Linked DNA regions of Sus scrofa: region 2 is linked to region 1. The links are chromatin contacts, called in public Hi-C maps. All regions are on one chromosome and are shown on one strand. Each heading gives the region's core, a stretch centred on a gene start, on an enhancer-like site or on the middle of the called end of the contact. The rest is flanking DNA. Distances are from core to core; before and after follow the strand shown.

Region 1 (3,083 bases), core at 291-2,790:
TGGCAACGCCGGATCGTTAACCCACTGAGCAAGGGCAGGGACCGAACCCGCAACCTCATGGTTCCTAGTCGGATTCGTTAACCACTGCGCCACGACGGGAACTCCGCAATAGTCATTCTTAAAAACAGCAGTCATTAACTTGTGATTGTGGGAATTTTTCTCTTTGTCCTCTTTTTTTAAAAAAACAGCTTTATTGAGATATATTTTTTATACCATGAGATTCATTCACACATTTAAAGTGTACACCTCCCTAATCTCCCCATTTCCATCATCCCCTTGCAACTACTAATCTACTTTCTGTCCCTATAGACTTGCCTATCCTTGGATCATATAAGTAGAACCATACAATATGTAGTCTTCTGTGCCTGTCTTTTTTCACTTAACGTGATATTTTTGAGATTCATCCATGTTGCAACATTTGTCAGTACTCCATTCCTTTTCATTGCCAAATAATATTCCATTGCTTATTCATTCATCATTTGATGGACATTTGGGTTATTTCCATGTTTTGGCCATAATGAATAATGATTCAATGAACATTTTTCCTCTCTCTCTCTTTTTATTTTTTTATTTTGTCTTTTTAGAGCCACACCTGTGCCATATGGAAGTTCCCAGACTAGGGTTGAATTGGATCTGTAGGCGCTGGCCTAAGCCACAGCCATAGCAACACCCAGATCTGAGCTGCGTCTGTGACCTACATCACAGCCCATGGCTATGCTGGATCCTTAACCCACTGAGCGAGGCCAGGGATTGAATCCTCGTCCTGATGGATAGTAGTAGGGTTTGTTACTACTGAGCCACAACAGGAACTCTCCGCAATGAACGTTTTTGTGTGCGGGTTTTGTGTGGCCCATGTTTTGTGACTCTGTAAGCTTTAATGACCAAGTACTGTTTTTAAAAATCTGAGAAAGGCAGAGAACTAAGTTCATGTTGTTTGAATTTTAAAGGGATAGTTTCTTTAGATAGATGTAGAATTGCATTCAAAAAGATTATCTAATATGAGGTAAATTCAAAAAGTTATTAGATCTAATTTTTCTCCATATCTCTTGAGTTTTGTAAGTTCTCTCTTTTAATATTCTTGCTTAAAAAAAAAAAGTAAGAAAGAGGGAGTTCCCATTATGGCTCAGCAGATTAAAGACCCAATATTGTGTCTTTGAGAGTGCAGGTTCGATCCCTGGCCTTGCTCAGTGGGTCAAGGATTCTGGCGTTGTGCCAGGGGCATGGCATAGGTTGCAGATGTGGCTCAGATCTGGTTTTGCTATGGCTGTGGTGTAGGCCTCAGCTGCAGCTCCAATTCAGCCCCTAGCCCAGGAACTTCCCTGTGCCACAGGTGCAACCATTAAAAAAAAAAAAAAAAAAAAAAAAAAAGAACAATGGGTTGGCCCTTAGGTCTCACTTGAAATAATGTGGAATTGCTTTGGGTCAAGTCCTTTTGTCCATGTGTATGCCACGTGAGGTTGGGGGTGGTGGAAGTGGAGGCATGGACTAGAGAGAGGAACAAGGCAGGAGGGAGGTCTGGGGTGAGGTTGGTCCAACTTCCCCAGACCCCACGCTCGTGGCCACTGGGCCCTGGCAAGTCATACTTAGTGCGGCTCTTGAGTGCTGTCTGGTTGATTTGCTTCACAGCTGGGTGCCTCTGTGTCCAGTTTCGCTCTGCTTCTGACTCACACAACGCTGGTGCTGGGTTTTTAGTAAAAGCAGGTGTTAGGAAGAATATGTTGAAGGGAGAATCAACCCCTAAGGGACTTTGACAGACAAGGTTCTAAAAACATTTCCGGGCTGTTTGTTGTGTTTTGTTTTGTTTTTTTTTTTTTCCTCTTAACACCAGTTAACAGTTTTCAGTTTAACTGTGTTTTCCTTCCTGAAATCTTTAAGTGAGACTAGTCCTTGTGATTTATTCTATGCATTGTTTTTAGGGAGTTCCTCTACTTGACAAGTCTGGGTCAGAGATAGAGTTTTATTTTTTTTTCTCCCTCAGATGAAGTACACAAAAAATAGGAGTGATTTGCGTTTGTCTCCAATTTAATTTATTTCTTTTTTTTTTAATAGGTTTTTTTGTTTTGTTTTGTTTTGTTTTTTGCCATTTCTTGGGCCACTCCTGTGGCATATGGAGGTTCCCAGGCTAGGGGTCGAATCAGAGCTGTAGCTGCCCTCCTACGCCAGAGCCACAGCAACGCGGGATCCAAGCTGAGTCTGCGACCTACACCACAGCTCACGGCAACGCCGGATCGTTAACCCACTGAGCAAGGGCAGGGATCGAACCCGCAACCTCATGGTTCCTAGTCAGATTCGTTAACCACTGCGCCACGATGGGAACTCCCAATTTAATTTATTTCTATATCTATTTTCCTTTCTTGGGTAACAGAGGTAATATTTGGGATCATTTTAACTGAATCCTAACTGCAGGTGAGTCAGTCAAGAATTTTTATGTATTATTTAATACTTGGTTGAGGGAAACATTATAAAAGAGATGGTTGCCCTCACAGATCCCACCTTCTGGTTGGAGAGTCAAAACTTTGTTGCTATCTGTTAACATTCAGTACTTACACCAGTGAGGGCCCAGAAAAGCCCAGGTCAGGGAAGACTTCATGAGGCCTACCCGTGGGGTTTGGTAGACTCAGGTAGGAGAGAAGGCATTGGGTGGTGGCTCCAGGCGCAAGGATTTGAGAGGGGCAGTAGCTTCAGGAGGAGTTGGAGGGACCATGCCCGATATGCTGGGTTGGCTGGATTTTGGTAGTAGTGCAATTTGACTGTTGGGCCAAAGAGTTTGACTTTAATATCATAAAGAATAGGAAGTAAAGACTTTTGAACAGGAGGACAAGCTTACTGTATAAAGTAGGGACTTTTATTTCCATTTTACACCTGAGAAAAGCAGTGCTTTTCAAATACTGTCTTTTTGAATGAGTCTCCAAAGTCACATGGCTGGTGGAGGTTGGATCTGCCAGACCCCAGAGTCCACACACACTCTTATACCTGCACTGGCTCGCGTTATCTGCAGAGGACAGGCTGTCTCCAGATTACCAAGGCTTCACCCCACTCTGACCTTGTATGACCCTCTGAATCTATACATGACTGCATTTGTT
Region 2 (3,083 bases), core at 259-2,758, 52 kb after region 1:
CTAGGAACCATGAGGTTGCGGGTTCGATCCCTGCCCTTGCTCAGTGGATTGATGATCCGGCGTTGCCGTGAGCTGTGGTGTAGGTTGCAGACTCGGCTCGGATCCCGCATTGCTGTGGCTCTGGCGTAGGCCGGTGGCTAGAGCTCTGATTCAACCCCTAGCCTGGGAACCTCCATATGCCACGGGAGCGGCCCAAAGAAATAGCAAAAAAAAAAAAAAAGAATAGATCCTTCCTGCCCCCCATCGCTGGAATGTTGTTGTGTGAGAAAGACACCACTGTGGGAGTTGTTGTGTGAGAAAGACACCACTGTGGGAGTGAAAAAACACGGAACTTGGAATGAACTGTCGAGAGATCAAATCCTAGCTCTGCTACAGACCCACTGTATGACCACAGGTGAATTGACTTGTCCTCTCTGAGCCTCAGTTACCTTATAGCAAAACGGAGATTAACAATACAACCCTCTTGCCCAGAGGCAAGAGAGAATCACTACACTGGACAACTATGGGGCCGGGGTTGCTGTTCAAATATAAGTCTCTGCAGCAGCTGCTGGTGGCCTAGGATTAAATGAGACCACTTTTGCCATGTGACCTGAAGTTAATAGTCAATAAATGGTAGCTATTGTTATGTACAAGTTAGAGGGAAGCAGGGTTCACTGCCAGCCAGCTGGCTGCACAGGCTTTGTTCTTCAAGGAAGGGCAGGGCACTGAGAAGTAGACTGATGCAAGCAAATGCCAGGAGGCAGCAACTCCCAGGGCAGGTCTTGGAGAAGTGAAGCTGGTGAGGGAAGTGGCAAGGAATTATCTAGGAAAAGAGAAGCCACTGGAAGCTGGGTATGGAGCAGGGATGAATGAGACTGAGGAGAATACTTTAATTATCGAGGTGTGAGAATCCGAAAGAATATTGTGCCAGGCCAACAGAGGCCAGGGAGGGAAAGTAGTGAGTCTCCGAGGTCTCACAGCAAGGGCCAAGTTCAGGACTCCTGCCTGTGCAGAATCCAGCTCAAATGATTCCTCCAGCCCAGTTTGTGGTTCCACAAAAGGAAGTCCCTGGCACTTTTCATATATACCTATACATGTATAATTTTTCTAACTGTAAAAGTAGTTAGAGCATTATTGTTATAGAAATAAAAAGAAGAAAATAGTATCACCTATGGGCCTACCAACCAAAGATATCACCATTAGTATTCTGATGCATTTCTTCCAGTAGGTGTCCCACATATAAAATTATATATTCATTAGATTGTAATTGTATTGTGTACAGTTTCATGTCCCACCTTTTCTCTGTAAATTGAGAGTATTTTATGAGGGGGGGGACTTTTTTATGCAAAAGAATCTAGAGAAACTTTTTCTTAGGAAAAAAAATTGCGAAGCCCCAACCTGCAGTGGTTAGGAGGACATCCTGCGGGTTACAGGGTGGCTGTGTCTCACGTCCGGTATGAGCGCCGAGGCAGTGGCTCAGAGAAAGACAAGCCCTTCTCTACTGTCCTGGCGGGGCTGCAGCCTCCTGCCTGTCAACAAGGCAGAGTTGATGAATCTGCACTCACCCTTCCTTTCCTGACACAGGATGTGTGATCATCCACTCCAAACAGAAGCCTGTGGGGTTGTGATCATTATTTTACTGGTTAATAACAACAGCATCTCAGTCTGTGCAGCACAGCCTTTTCTCATGTGTTGTCTTACCCAAGATACACACCCCGCGAGGCAAGTAAGACAGAAGCTGTTATTACCCATTGTACAGATGAAGAAACAGTTGATAAGAGGTTTAGTGTCTTATTTGAGGCCATGCAACCAGTAAGTGACAGAGCAGGGATTTTATGAAGATCTTGCTGACATCCACTCTAATTATTTTTTTTTCCTCTAAACTTTTCTTTCTAGTTTTAGCTTTTCCTAAGCTAAACAGAATCCCTTTAGTGAGGTCAAAGATGAGAGCTGAGTATTATGGGCATGTGGAAAGGCCACGGTACGCCACCCTGGAGTCTTAGGGCAAGTCCTGCTGGCTCTGGCTGGGTGTGCTGGGTGGCCTGACCTCAGGGCAGCTCTTCCAGGGTAGCTCAGAGCTAGCATTATTGGAATTTTGGGTAGTGAGTTCAAGGAGGCAGCTGCTTCCAGCAGAGGCCCTCTTCTTCAGGCATCCTTCTTGACCCACCCAAGCTGTGAAGGTTCATTCCCCGCCCAGGGCTCCAGGGTCACTGTGCATCCCAGAACAGAACAGGGTCTTTACAGAGGGACTGTGGTTCTCTGTGAGACTGACTGTAACTAGTGGATTTTTATATCCCTCAGGTGGTTTCCCAGTATTGCTGCTGTAACAAATTACCATAAACTAAGTGGATTAAAACAACACAAATTTATTATCTTCTAGTTTTGTAGGTCAGAAGTCCCAAGTGGGTCTTAGTGAATTAGCAGGCCTGCATTCCTTTCTGGTGGCTGTAGTAGAGAATCTGTTTCCTTGCCCTTTCCAGGTTTTAGAGGCCACCTGCATTCCTTGTTTTTGGCTTCTTCTTCCATCTTCAAAACTAGCAACGGCTTCCACGTAACGCCATCTCTCTGGTTCTGACTCTTCTACCTCCTTCTTTGTGTAAGGGCCCTTGTGATTACATTAGACCTATCCAGAAAATCCAGAATAATCTTTCTGAGCTGATGAGCAACCTTAATTCTCTATTGCCGTGTAACATAACATAGTCACAGATTCCATGCTTTAGAATGTGGACATTTTTATTCTACCATGGACCACTATTCCACCTACTCTTCTGGGTTTTCCAAGGGCCACATTCTCAGGCATAGACAGCAGGACAAGCCAAAAAACAGAGTATGGCCACCATTGTTAGAGTTGTCCTTTGTGCCTGGGTCCCCTCCCAACTGCCCAGAGACCCTAGGGCTTCCAAGGACTGGGGCCAGAGCCTAGCCTCTGAGAACTAAAGAGCCTAGACCCTGAGAGCTAAAGGTAGCTCCAGTGCTGTGGGGACAGGCAGCCAAGTATTGGAGCCCTTCTACCTCTGTATCCCTGTCTGCCCCTGGCAGCCAGTTTTCCTGGCTCCTCTCCTCAATATGACTGCCGGTCTGTCTTTACTCATTCCCATCCCTGA

What was found. A called contact is a pair of places that touch in the nucleus more often than the background predicts.
Region 2: a contact with region 1 is called in a Hi-C map of liver, with 2.3 times the contacts expected there. The contact joins two enhancer-like sites. A contact is called at or near these places in 11 of 47 Hi-C or Micro-C datasets (alveolar macrophages, blood, embryonic fibroblasts and 6 more) and 2 of 2 datasets of contacts at active chromatin or transcription factors (alveolar macrophages and skeletal muscle).

The regions. Positions count from the first base shown.
Region 1 is chr2:134,714,236-134,717,318 of Sscrofa11.1, forward strand. All of the region lies in intron 10 of SLC22A5 (solute carrier family 22 member 5), which reads left to right. Among named protein-coding and RNA genes, the nearest start is that of SLC22A5, 55 kb to the left of the region's middle. Within about 2 kb of position 1,541, at least 19 of the 83 cell types and tissues checked have an H3K27ac peak or open chromatin away from gene starts, as enhancers often do.
Region 2 is chr2:134,766,138-134,769,220 of Sscrofa11.1, forward strand. The region is part of intron 11 of SLC22A5 (solute carrier family 22 member 5); the gene reads left to right. Among named protein-coding and RNA genes, the nearest start is that of IRF1, 16 kb to the right of the region's middle. Within about 2 kb of position 1,509, at least 8 of the 83 cell types and tissues checked have an H3K27ac peak or open chromatin away from gene starts, as enhancers often do.